Regions from separate parts of the Rattus norvegicus genome. Here region 1 is linked to region 2. Evidence: chromatin contacts called from public Hi-C data. All regions are on one chromosome and are shown on one strand. Each heading gives the region's core, a stretch centred on a gene start, on an enhancer-like site or on the middle of the called end of the contact. The rest is flanking DNA. Distances are from core to core; before and after follow the strand shown. Region 1 has its middle 86 kb from the start of Prr20e. Region 2 overlaps LOC102554942 (a long non-coding RNA gene).

Region 1 (6,702 bases), core at 4,031-6,530, 250 kb after region 2:
CATTGCATTATTTCCAGGCTTAGCTGCTGCCAGTTATATCCGAATCTCCTTCTGTGTAGGAAACCTCAAGTTTGGTTGCAACCTTCATGGAGTTTCATTCATCCTGATGTAATGAACTCTAACACAATGTACCCAGTTTTTCTTTGTGCTTTATGGAGATTTTATTTTCAATATGCTCCACATATTGATTCAACTTGAAAACTCTTTCACGCATTCTAGAGGTTCCCAGCCATATTATTGGACAATATGACAGACACTGGCTCTTTCTGTCTGTCCTTTGTCATTCCTGGAAACCTTGTGAGGAGGGATGAAAAGCCCAGTGTCTCTGCTGTTTTTCCTCATTCTCTCGCTCCAGATTTTGATTCTTCTGTGCTGCATGGCTCTGCAATGTGCCGAGCTACTATGGAACGTAGCCCCGTGGGTTCTTTCTCATACCCCTGTGCTCGTCATGGATGCAGTTTCTGGTCTTTATATTTCCAAGCACATTAGACGCACACACAGAGACACACAGGGTGTGTGGGAGTGGGAAAGGTAATGATAGAGACCATAGAATATTCATAAGTACTCTTTCTCAGGCAGGGGGATGGCTTTAGCATCTCTACACATTTGCTGGCCCTAGATGTACTTGGTGACCTGCTCACTCACCACCCTCTGGACAGAGATTTTCTCTGCCATGTGATCCCATATACTGTGTGCCCATGGTCTTGGGTCACCCAGTAATCCTCTTCTTATTCAGGTGAAACATCTACTTCTGTCAAATTGTTGACTGTTTAGATTTTTATATGTATTTAGTCCAGAAAGGGACAGGCTGAAGCTTAGATTTAGCCCAAGAAAGGAGTTTTAGCATACTTTCTCTAAAGAAACCTAATTGGTAGGAGAGAGAGAGATGAACTAATAGTTAACTAGGTAGACAGAGAGATGAAAACTCTCTAGGTAACTAGGTAGATGGATGATTGACTGACAGATGATAGATAAATAGAAAACTAGATAGATGATAGATGGATAGATAGATGGATAGATAGATGGATAAATGGATGGATGGATAGATAGATAGATAGATAGATAATTACTTTACTAATTACTGTGATCAAGTACTTGACAAAAGCAACTTAAAGAAGAGAGGGTTCACTTCGGTCCATAGTTTCACAGTTCTGAGTGCAGTCCATTACAGCAGAGAAGGCGTGGCCAGGAAGGGGGTGGAAGCAGCCACTCAGTGCATCCACAGTCGGGAAGCAGAGAGAGGTGAATGCTGTGCTCAGCTCATGGTCTCCTTTTATTCAGCCCAGGAGTTCAGCCCAGGACATGTCTCCCTACCTCCACCTAAGCTAGGAGACTCCTCAAGACTTTCCCAGAAGTTCATGTCCATGGTGATTGTAGATCTCATTGGGTTACAAACAAGATTGACTATACGGATAGATGTCAACGATGGGTGCTGAGGGTACCTGGAAGAGAATGGAGGACAAGAGACGCGAAGAAGGACACCAAGACAAGAGTCTGATCAAGGCGACAATTTTATTTTTCCCCAAGGCTGAATTTATATCATAACAGGGGTAACAGAGGGAGGGGGGAAGTAAGAAACATTTACGCAGGCCAAGGACACATATTCGTGTGGTCAGGGAATCGGCTGACGTTGACAGGATGTCATGAAGTTCACAGGTTTGTCATATCTATTAGTCAGCAGGATGTTGGTTTTTCAGAAAGGTTACAGGTCATCACATTGGGCGTCTTGACGTCAGGTGTATTTCTCAGCAAGGTCAGAACTTTATCAAATCATTATTCATCCTGACCACCAGATTTGTATTAGTCTTCTGCAGCCGGCTGGGGATTTTCCATGAACTCAGTCATACTTAATTCTAACCATAATAATAACATCAACAATGGAGGGCTTCAAGGGCATTGCTCCCAACAGATGGATAATTAGGTAGCCCAGTGGTTGGATAGAAGGATGTATATTCTAGAAACTGATTCACATAGAAGTACAGAAATCCACCTTCATTATGTACAATCCCACCAAGGATGGTCTGGATTCACCCTGAGATACTGTCGCCCTGAAGCGCTGACATAGGGACAGAAGATAGGCATTCCAGCCCAGAGTGTGAGGTACCTTTCCCTGTGTCCCCAGCTGGTGTGTGGTGCCGCTCAGTCACTGTTACAACATCAATGTCTTCCAGAAACTTCCCTCAGACACATGAAACATGACGCCTCACCAGATACTTGGACATCACTTAGCCCAGCCTAGCTGCCGTCTAACCTCACACATCACAAGGCCACTCTTGTATGCAGAGTCCCCTGTCTTGGGCTAAGACTCTCCTCTGTTTTAAGTTTCTGTTTCATTTACATTTTCATTTTTAGTTCTATTTATTTCACTTTATGTGAATGAGTGTTTTGCCTGCATGTATGCATGTATGTGCATCATGTTCATGCCTGGTGCCCAGAGAGGCCAGAAGAGGGTGTTAGGGACTGGAGTTACAGACCGTTGTGAGCTGCCATATGGGTCCGGGTCCTCTGGAAGAGCAGAGAGCTCTTAATTGCTGACACATCTTTCTAGTCCATTATTTAGGGTTTTCTACTTAGCTGTTTTGGGTAGAGCCGTGCAGACAGTGTGCCTTGCCAGGTGCCCATCCCAAGAAGGCCGTCATCCGCAATATATCCGCTCAGCGAATCCTGAAGGAGGACAAGTTCCCCTGGAAAGGTGATGGGCAACCTGTCTCTGTGCTGCTTGTACTTTTAAAGAAGCTATTTCCTTGCATATATTTATCTTCCATTTAAACACCCACAGAAGCCTCTTGACTGTAATTAATTTTCTCTCTATTGAGGGGGATGTAAGCATGCCCAAATTAATTCGTGATGAATGTATCTGTTTACCACAGTGGTCCCTCCCATTTCAGCTTCTTACGTTAGCCAAAAGCAAAGACCCACAGAAGAAAAGTTGCTGAAGGCGGCCATCACTGAGAGCCCCTGTGGCTCTCCGTGCCACATTAATCTCCTGCGTGAATGTCAATGCATTGTCAATGTTGTCTTTTCTTCCTCTTAAAGGAAACTCAAGCCACACCAAAGCTTAGCACATGGAGTCCAAAGCAAGAGGAGCACATGCCCAGTCCACAGCAGGCCTCACTCCCAGTGTCTTAGAGTTCTACTGCTGTGAACAGACACCATGACCAAGGCAAGTCTTATAAAGGACAGCATTTAATTGGGGCTGGCTTCCAGGTTCAGAGGTTCAGCCCATTATCATCAAGGCAAGGGCCTGGCAGTATCCAGACAGGCATGGCATAGGAGGGGCTGAGAGTTCTACATCTTGTTCTGAAGGCACCCAGAAGCCTGACTTCAGGCAGCTAGGGTAAGGGTCTTAAAGGCCACGCCCACAGTGACACACCCACTGCAACAAGGCCACACCTTCTAACAGTGCCACTCCTTGGGCCAAGCATATGCAAACCATCACACCCAGCATCTGGACCATTGCCATATATTGGTGATAAGGTGCTGAGAGATCATTTGATCTTTATGAGTCCCACCCCACACTAATCTTGACAACGTGTGCCTACTGATCAGCTCTTGGACTTCATGCTGTGCATATAAGTCTCCACTCTAGAATTTCTCCCCAAGATCTCTTCACACATATGATTCTCCAGATCTTACAATCCAACATTTTGTCTCTCTAGACCTCCTGCAGGTTGGAAAGTTTAGAAAATTCACTGGTATTGGAGACAGGCTCTCATGTACAGCAAGGTCTGGGAGCAGGTTGGTTCTGCTTTCCCATGATGCTCTGTGAGTCATTCCTTCCCAGCGAAGGATCGTGACTATCATGTGACAAGAAGACCCTAAGCAGGAGGGGACTTTCAAAGATGTGCCTATCCCTGACTTGACAGAGCATGCCCAGATGGCAGAGGTGCTTTGAGCATGTCCCTTCATTCTGTCTCTACTTGTCCTTCTCAGAAGGACCTTGGGTTTCATGTGTCCTCTGTGGATCAAGCTGTGTGTGCTGCCCTCCAAGGTTACAACTGATTGCTGTTTTCCTCCTGCCCATCTTGGCTTCAGAGGCGCCACTGAAGACCCTGCTTGGATTCAACAAGAACCTGGGCGTCTTTTACAGATCACACCACTTGCTAGAACAGCGCAAGATGCCCCTGGGCTGTCTGAATCCTCCAGAACCTGCTAATCTCCTGAAAGAAGGAGGCCATGTTGGCACACCTTGGCACCAGAGTAGCATCTGGACTGGAACTGTTCAGGGATCACTGTGCCCAGTCACAATTCGCTTTTTCCTTAGGGCCAGTGGCTCTGGCTCTTCTGGGGAAGCCTGGAGATGCTTCAACAGATATTTTTGTTTATGTTTTCAAAGAGGGAACTGCATTCAGAGAATATATAGGATAAATAATAGCCCAGGTGGCACAAGCCACTGAGAGGCAGAGAAGAGAACCACTCCAGGGCATTGCTCCACAGAAGCTAGGTATCACCTGATGTGCAGGCTACTGCCACCCTACCTGTATGGATGCCACATGCCAAGGTCCCTTTGTACCCCCATTCCTCTCTACAACCCTCCACACTCTACTCCCTGCCCCCTCCACATCCTTTCCACATGCCCTCCATGTGCCTGCATCTGTCTTCCACCCACTTCTCTGTGAGTTCAGATGCTCCCCCATCCTTTGCTGTGCATGTGGAGAGACTGAGGCACGGCGAGGTGAAGGACTGGGCATAGGCGACCCAGCTCAGTAGCTTGAATCTAGGTGGCCTCCCACAGCCGGGTCCATCCACCCTATCCTCCTGCTTGACCTCTTTGGCCTTCAGAGGGATGGAGACAGTGCCTCCATCAGGCCTCTAGGCCTCCATCAGGGACACTGAGTCCTAGGCAGGCAGGAGAGTGTGGTTCCTCAGTGTCCTCCCAGACTATGGTTGTGTAATGCTGGCAGCAGAGGTCGCAGCCTTGGTGTCCAGCCCCTTTCCAGACACGGGTGTGTTTTATGACTTAATTAAACAGAGAGGAGCATAATTGACGTGCAGCCCGCTGGGCGCTGCCGCTTCCTGGCTCTTCCCCGGTGACTCAGATGCCGAGTGTGGGCTAATAGATTCGCAACGCTGATCGCTGCTCCAGACCCACTTAGCGAGGCTCTGGGAAGCTCTCACCGCCCTGGGATTGAATTGAATTGCTTTTCATTTCTAACCACGACCCATAAATCCCTCACACATCAGCCCCCGCAGAGAAGCCTCCAGGCTCAGGTCTCTCTGCCCGCCCCAGCAGTTAGCGGGGCGGCTGCCTCGTAGAAGAACCGCTCTGGCGCAGGGTCAGCTGCACGTTCACGGCCTGGACAGGCATCAGCATAAGGCCAGCCAGACTGGAAACTGAAGGACCGGCCCAGGGTTCTTGTAGCAGCCGTGGCCGATGCTTCCCTGGGTCACTTTGGACTGAGGTATCTTTCCCACGCGGGGGTTGGGGGGAGAGACAAAACAAAAACCAAAATTAAAGCAGTACCCACTCCATACCAGAGGGCAGAGAGACAACTGGGACTAAAGGTCTCGTGGATTCTGACAACCATTGGTGAAGTACCTCCAGCATGACGGACATGCCTTAGGGACCAGGACCTTGGTTGTGAGACCATAACAAGTTCCTGCCCACTTAGAGCTGGCACACCAAAGGAGAGAAGCAGACAAGCCAGGATAGCACCGGCAGGACAAAGAAAAGTCCGGCGCGTGCAAGCACAGGCTGTTTGATAGGGGAGGGGCCGAAGCCCAAAGGACCAGTGGGAGCCAGAAGGCCAGAGACAAGACACACAGGCTCAAGGCTCAGATCAGTGATGCTAGAAAGAGACCCCCGGGACCGGCCACGATCAGATGGAGATGCGTTGTGTGAGGAAGGAAGGGGTTTCTTTGTCACTCCGGAATGCTAACAGGAGCACACTGAGTATGCCCTTTTACAGAACCATCCAGAGAACTTCCTCATGCCTCACCCCAGCCCTGCCTGTCTCTCCACACCACTCACCGTCAACCTCACCCTCCTTGATCCATCCTTTCTCCAGGGCTTTGCTTTTCAGCAAAGCCATACCCGTCATGCCCCAGCTCTAAACTAGGACTAAGGAGAACCTTGTCGCCTCTTGCAAACGTCTCAGCAAGCAGGCATCGCACTTCAATTCTCTGTTGTATCTCCTGCAGAAAAACAGCACAAATTTCCCTCTTTGGTCCTCATGCCCTAGCTGCCATGCTTGTTGCAGCCCCAGAATCCTCTCTTTCCAGGCATCGTCCTGGGGTGACATCAGTGTGGCCAGTGGGGTCCACCCTAATGGGATCCAGCTCTGTGCTTTGGCATCTAGAGACCTGGGGCTCCAGGAGTGTGTCATGTCCACTCGAGGCCACAGCTGCCAGGCCCTGGACTGCATGGCTGACAAGTAGCTGGGACTCAAAGGACTCTGTGATGAGGAAAAGTCAGCTCTGAGGTGAGGCCCCAACATAGGCAGTTCTGGGTGTGGTCACTCCTGACTACCTGATGCTCCCTCCCAGAGTCTGCTTTGTCAGCACTGACATGTCACGTGGGCCCGGCTGGACAAGAGGCCCTGGTCTCACGCGTCTCTGGCTCAGCTCTGTGATGGCCACCTGTATCCCTCCACCTTTGCTACCTAAGGGAGATATCAGCCGGCTTCATCCTGCCCTGCGGTCAGCATAGCTGGCCGCACACTAGAGAGTCTCCTTGGCAGAGTGCCTGGCGCTCCTGCCTGT
Region 2 (6,547 bases), core at 1,468-3,967:
GCCAGACTGAGTTCTCATCACCTAGCAACTGGGGACTCTAGTCAGTGGCAGCCTCTCAGACAAAAAAAAAAAAAAAAAGGTGGTTTCTTGAGGGGAGAGCTTGGAGCTTGGAGGGGGAGGGGAACATGGAGAGGTGGAGGAGGGGCATTGTGGAAATCCCATTTCAGCTCAGCAGACCCCTCATCTGTCTGCTGCTCAGTCTTCTGTGTAAACCCTTCCTCATTTGGGCTTCCCAGGTGGGCAGACGGTAGCTGAGGTCCCAAGTCCTCAGGCGTGCTTACTTCCCACAGAAGCTGCTCCCACCAACTGAGGAGCCCCTGTGGGCTTCCATGAACCTTATTTGGCTGGGGTGAAGACAAGATGGCAGCATGGGTGTGAACCACTGGGTGTCATCTGGTTGGCCTTAGAGTATAAGGCCTTAGACCCTCAGATCCAGGTCGGCTTTGGAGCACATTCAGAAGAGGGCAGACCCGCAGGGTGTGGAGGTTTTTGCTTTATTTCTCCCTCCAGGATTAGGACTGCCTTCCCTGGAAGCCAGCACCAAGCAGAAGAGGGTCAGTGCTCTCAGGAGCGGGAAAGGGACAATGCAAGGGCCTCCTCATGGTTCTTCATTCATTGCCCATTACTTTCCTCTGGAACTCAAGTCTCCTCTCCGATATTTTCCTGTTCCCATGGCGATCCAAACCAACAAACGGTCTAGCCTCGGGTCTATTCTGGCTGCCCCAGGAACGCCCCCTCCTGCCCGGTGCGCCTTGTGACTACCTTGCTTGGTTGGTGGTACTTATTCCTCTCTGAGCGATCCTACCGCTCAGTGGCTTCGTAGTTCTCCACCCCACCAGCAGAACAGCCCCGGGATCTAAGAATAACCAGACTCATTTAGCACTTACTGCGTGCCAAGCTCCGTGCTGAGTCCTTGGAGTGTTTCAGCTCACTCTGCACTGGAGCAAGCAGACAGCAAGGAGGAAGCAGCGACTCCATTTTACACTGGAGGCGGAAGGGCTGAGTGCCAGGCCCATGGCTGCAGAGGATGCCTGACCCCTCGTGTGTAAGAGTGGCCCTGAAAAATTTCTAGAAAGAATGGAAGGGCACTAGTCAGTACTAGTCAGAAGGGGTTTGGCTCCTTCCTGCCCACAGCCTTGCTGAAGCTTTCACGGTTTGTCGCCGGTGGGATACCCCGCCCCTGCCAGCAGGGCGGCAGCTGAGGTTTGACTTTAAGGCTGCCTGGGCTTACAGTTTCTCTTGCTCTCTGTGACTGGTCTCACCCTGGAGACAGCCTGCACTTGCGAACCCACAGAAAACAAGTGCTTGTTCTCCACCTTTTGTCAGCTCCGTGCTGATGTCTGTCAGGACAAAGAAATTTGAGTCAGCCCCAAGCTCAGGCCTGTGTGAAGCTAGGGGAGTCAGTGTGCCGCCGCCCCCGCCGCCGCCGCCGTCCAGTGTCTTGACAGTTTATCCTCACAGGCCTGACGTATAGTGAGACAGAGTCAAGTCTTTGTTCCAGTCAGCCTCCGACTGGTGGTGAAGCCCCCGTGGCAGGACCCTCGGGAGTCTGTTTACCACACCTAGAGAGATTGCTCCACGGTTGTTTTTTAATGCGAACTTTGGCTTTGTCAGAACGGAATCAATTGTCCCGGCTGGACCTTTTCCCAAGGGAACGAGTTCCTGATACTCTGAGTGAGCCCCACACCACAGGCCTCCCCGGGGAAGCCAAGCACCCAGTATCTGCCTCTGAGGTTCAGTGTTGGGATGGATGCTGGGGTTGGGGAGGGTAGTACAGAGGACCGCAGTGCTACAAGCGGCTTTCCTGGGGTTGGAGGCTGTGAGGAGGAAGAGGGGGCGGGGCGGCACATTTGATCCAGACTGACAGGGTAATGCCTCTAATCTGGCCAGGATGCCCACAGACCTAGCCATCAACTCAGGGTATCCCTTCCTAGTTTTTCAGCAAGTTTTTCCTGCAGAGCAGACAGCCACGGGGGAGCCTCGGTGTTGGTTGATATAGGATGGGGGTGGGGGATGGGAAATCTTTCCCTTGGTGCAGGCACCCAGGGAGGCTCCTGTAGGGCCTTCCTCTATTGGCACCTGTGCGCTTCCCGCTCCCAACTGCTTTCCGGGAGGCACTTTTTAAACACTTCCCGGGTACCTATACTTTAGTAGTGGGGTTGGCTTCTAGGATATCCTCCTAGAGCCAGTAATGAGGGCGAGAGACAGCATTCTGGGGGGAAGTGGCAGCCAGCAAAGTGGAACCAGGAGCCACCTGAGAACCCAGGGGTGGAGCTGTCGGTTGAGCTCACTCTGCCAGGGCCTGGGCAGAGCTTGGTGGGAAATGGTAACATGGAGCTTGAGGGTCCAGCAAGGGGACGAGTAGTATGAATCTAGCACTTAACCCATTTTCCCTTGTCCAGTCTGCAAACACAGCCTTTCTATCCTTAGGATGCTGAAGGCTGATACCTGTTGTGTATCTGCGTGGGGGCTGATTAGAAGAAACACGCCTGTAGCCAGTTTCCAGGGGACGAGAGCTTGCAGAGTGGAACTGCCCGCAAGAGGTTATTTAGGGAGGAGATTTGGGGTGTGGAGGTGAGCAGCAGAATGCCAGCGACTCCCCCACAACCCCCGAGTTCCTGCAGATCTGTCCATAATTCTAGGCCTGTGAGCCCCACACCAACCAGTTGTTGAATGGGGCAGGTTCCTTCTGATGCCTCCTCCTCCCTGAGAGGAATGTGAACCAGCAGGGTGGCTCTCCCCAAGTCCCCAGTGGCAGCCATCAACACTCCCATCCCCTTCAGCAGGATCAGCTGATCTGGGCCCCAAAGCAGGAGTCAGGGATGTATACAGTGTGCCCTACAGCACAGCATCCTTGAGGCAACATGCCCTGCTGATTCAAAATGGAGACTCTAATTTAGTTTTCTCTCTAAATCTCACTTGTTTTCTACCAATGCTTACTGTAGACAAGGGGTGTAGGGTGCTCTGGCAAGGGAACAGAAGGGTCCCTCAGCCCAGTATACTCGGGGACAACTTGAGGCACCGTCCTCATTGCCCCTGTACCCTTATCCACACAGAACTGCAGCAGTGTCTTATGGGCGCCCAGACTGGGAACAGTTACTCTTGGTTCCTTCTGCCCATAACCTTCCCCCTGCCTGTTCCAGGCTCTCTGATTTCTGGCTCAGATGTTCCCCTCTTATCCCTGGCTACACCTTGTCCTTTGCGATCTGTCCTACCAGTATCATGCTGCCCAGGGAGCATCTGAGATGATATCACGGGGCAGCATGTGGGTGAGGGCGGGCACTTGTCTTCCCTGCACACCCTGTCATCCTAGCACCTTGCCCAGTGCCTGGTTCAAGGGAGGCGTTGGGAGAATGTGAGGTCATGGATGAACTAAAAAAAGATATGAGAATATCCCTAACCTCAGGCAGGAAGCACTCAGAACTCAGTCAGGCCTGCCAAAGATAGTCTGAGTTGTGGCTATTTGAGGAGTGGTGACATCCTTCCTTCAGCCTCTCCAGGAAGGAGGAACAAAGCATACTAGGGGCAGCTCAGAGTGTTTGGGAGCAAGCGCAGGGAAGTCATGGTTGGCATCGTCTGAGGTCAACTTGCTTTGCCTGTCGAAGCCGTCTCCCCACAGGTGTCTACGTTCTCTCTCCTCTTCACAAGGACACCAGCCAGTGGCTTGGGACCACCCTCAAGAATCATTTTCACTTCGTGTTCTCCTTAAAGGCTATCTCTAAGTGAGGTGTGTGTGTGTGTGTGTGTGTGTGTGTGTGTGTGTGTGTGCGCACGTGCACGTAATTCGTTGTGTGGATTTTGGGGTACAATTCATCTGTAAAACGAGGGACAGGTTGTCTCCAAGAGAACTGACACTTCCCGCTCAGTGTTTTTGAGAATCATGGCAATTACAACTCAAAGGCATGCTTTTAAAGAACTGGTGTGTGTTTTGAATGTTACTCTAACAAGCCGGTTCTTTTAAACACACTTCACACGAATAACGCACCGTGACTGTGCCAATCACAAGATAATCCCGATTTTACTCACAAAGTGTTCATTTAGCGCCTTGAGGACTCTCGGATCTGGCCGAGGGACATGACTTTTAAGTTTTGGGACGAGTAGCTTCATCTCTCATCTTATCGTGCATCTCCATGTTCAGGATGGAATAGTCTAAGCCTCTGACTCCTCAGGCTGGGCGCTGCGGGTACGCGGCTGCAGAACCCCTTGTTTCCTCCCCATAGCCCTCAAAGCCTTGCATGGTGGGCGGGGAGCCAGGCCCTGCTTGGGTAGCATCACCATGGCAACCTCTCCCTGCTAGCTCCTTGTGGAGACCCGGGCATCTGTGGCCATGGAGACTGGTCCCCTCCACTGGCACATCTGCATAGCAACCAGAGAGGGTACGGATTGCAGCTGGGCCCCCGCTTCAGGAAGGCAGGTACTTCTCAGCGCTCTGTAGGCCATTATGGAGAGGAGAGGAGGGCCCCCTCCACAGGGAGATGGACAAAGAACTCTGACAAAAGACTTGAAGCCACGAGTGGCTAATAAACCCAGAACGTTCCTAGCACAACCATAAGGTACTTAAAGACAACGACTGTGTGATCCGCAGGAGAGGAAAACACAAGTTAAGCTGAAGGCAGGGGGTGTGGTGGGGTGGGGTGTTGGGGGTGTGAGGGGTTGGGAGATATGCTAGGCCATGTGCAGGGAAGGGGGTGTGGCCCTTGCTTCAGGTCCGAGGGCAGGTTTTAGTACGTTTTTGCTAGGTCAATTTGGCAATATGTATCAAAAAGCCTTTATATGCCTGTGTCTTTTGAACCCTCAATTCCAGACCTAGTAATTTATTCCAAGGTGGTAATTAAGCAAGTAAAGATTTAGCTGTGCGTATGTTCCCTGCAGGGACAATTATAATAGCAAAAGTTTAAAACAACCGCGAGGCGGGGGGCTTAAATCATCTTTCTTTGTGTTCATACAAAGGAAGTCTATGTAGTATTAGAATGCCATAGAAGACCCTTGAGTGGTATTTTCAACACTGTAAGAGCAACAGGTTCTGATAGATGGTTAGGGTACAGCGGTTCAGAGGGGACCCTCCCTACACTTCCAGACTTTAACATTCTCTGCACCCAAAGGTGATAAAAAGGCTCAGAACACTACCCACCATTCCCAGAGGGAACCTGAAGTTTCCATGGGGACAGTACAGGCCACACAGGGTGCTGGGATCCAGGCTGGGTTCTGACATGCCATCAACTGTGTGAGAACCCTGTGAGTTGGGGACGACCTTTTTCAGAGAGTTTGTGGTTTGCTCGAGTCACTGTTACGCTGGTCAGCACACCCCAGGCGGTGTCCTCAGGCTGGGATTGTGGCCGTAATGGTGGTGTGTGATAGGTGTTTTCTCTCCCTCAGTGACACAGATCTAGGTCAGACTAGACCAGATTAGAAGTAGGTAAAGGCAGGTTTATCAGGAGGCAGCTCTCGGGTGGGCTCACCAACCTCACAGGTGGAGCTCAGTGAAATCACCAGTCCAGGCTGAAGCGAGGGAATTTTATAGAGCTTAGGGGAGGAGTGATGACGTGTCAGCCAGGAGCTGGGATTGTGTCCATATATGGTTAAAAACTGAGCCCCTGGGCGGGCACCAGGAGTGGTGACATGTTAGCCTGGACAGAGTTTTCTCCAAGCAGACCCGGGAATTTTCTGAGTGGGTGGGGTTGGTGGAAGGAGGGCAGACAGGGTTTCCCAGCTTGTGCCGGGGAGGAGCAGGGGTTCCGGCCTAACAGTATGAGGGACCAGAGCGATCAGAGCAGCATCTGGACCCGCAAAAACTTCAGGTCCAACTCCACCCCACCCCTCAGCCTTTCTCTCTTCTGCTGCAAACGGATGAGGATGCAGAGGAGAAAGGGGACAGAGCCCTTGAGATTGAGAATGTGCCTCAGTTTTGGCAAACTCTCCACTGATTGGTCCTTATTTTTCCCTTATTTGTATGTACCCGGCCAATCAGCGCTCAACCTGGGTCTATATAAACCCTGTGCACAGTATCCTTGTCAGACTTTCCGGATTACCTACTTCCTAAGAGGTGTCTCCTGCCTCCAGTGGGCCAGCCTCTGAGGCTGGCTGCTTCTGCTTCTACTCTTGTTGGCCTCAGGCTTTTTCTAAACTCAGAGCTGTAACTCAGTTGTCTCTCTTGCTCAGCGTCCTCCCACTGAGGGCCTGTTTCTCTGTTGGGTCTTCACCTCCCTGTGGTCATCAACAGTCTTCACCTATTCAACCCTTGCCTTCTTGTCTGCCTTCTTCATGTGTCAGGGAGGGGCAAGGCAAGAATCTGACCAGAGAATCAGCTGTCAGTGGTACAGGATGCAGTGATCCAGCTGAGTCCAGAGAATGGGCTTTTAAGGATTGAAATCATTTTCAAGGCCACATAAAGTCCCAATCTGGGAACACTATTTGCAAGAAAAATTTGACTTCAACATGAGGTGTTTGTAAAATGAATGAATGAATATTGTTTAAGCTGGGATGAGAGCCCATAAAATTTCTGTTTCACTTTTGTAACTGTATAGCTCACCAGTGTGAAGCACAAAGA

What was found. Hi-C and Micro-C count contacts between places; a contact is called where the count stands out from the background.
Region 1: a contact with region 2 is called in a Hi-C map of frontal cortex, with 2.2 times the contacts expected there. The contact joins two enhancer-like sites. A contact is called at or near these places in 3 of 12 Hi-C or Micro-C datasets (the A7r5 cell line, Schwann cells and frontal cortex).

What each region holds. Positions count from the first base shown.
Region 1 is chr4:123,206,476-123,213,177 of GRCr8, forward strand. No RefSeq gene overlaps it. Among named protein-coding and RNA genes, the nearest start is that of Prr20e, 86 kb to the left of the region's middle. Within about 2 kb of position 5,281, at least 21 of the 93 cell types and tissues checked have an H3K27ac peak or open chromatin away from gene starts, as enhancers often do.
Region 2 is chr4:122,959,819-122,966,365 of GRCr8, forward strand. LOC102554942 (a long non-coding RNA gene) reads left to right here. Exons shown (of 2, transcript XR_001837633.3): 1 at 1-1,045. Among named protein-coding and RNA genes, the nearest start is that of Tpra1, 42 kb to the left of the region's middle. Within about 2 kb of position 2,718, at least 10 of the 93 cell types and tissues checked have an H3K27ac peak or open chromatin away from gene starts, as enhancers often do.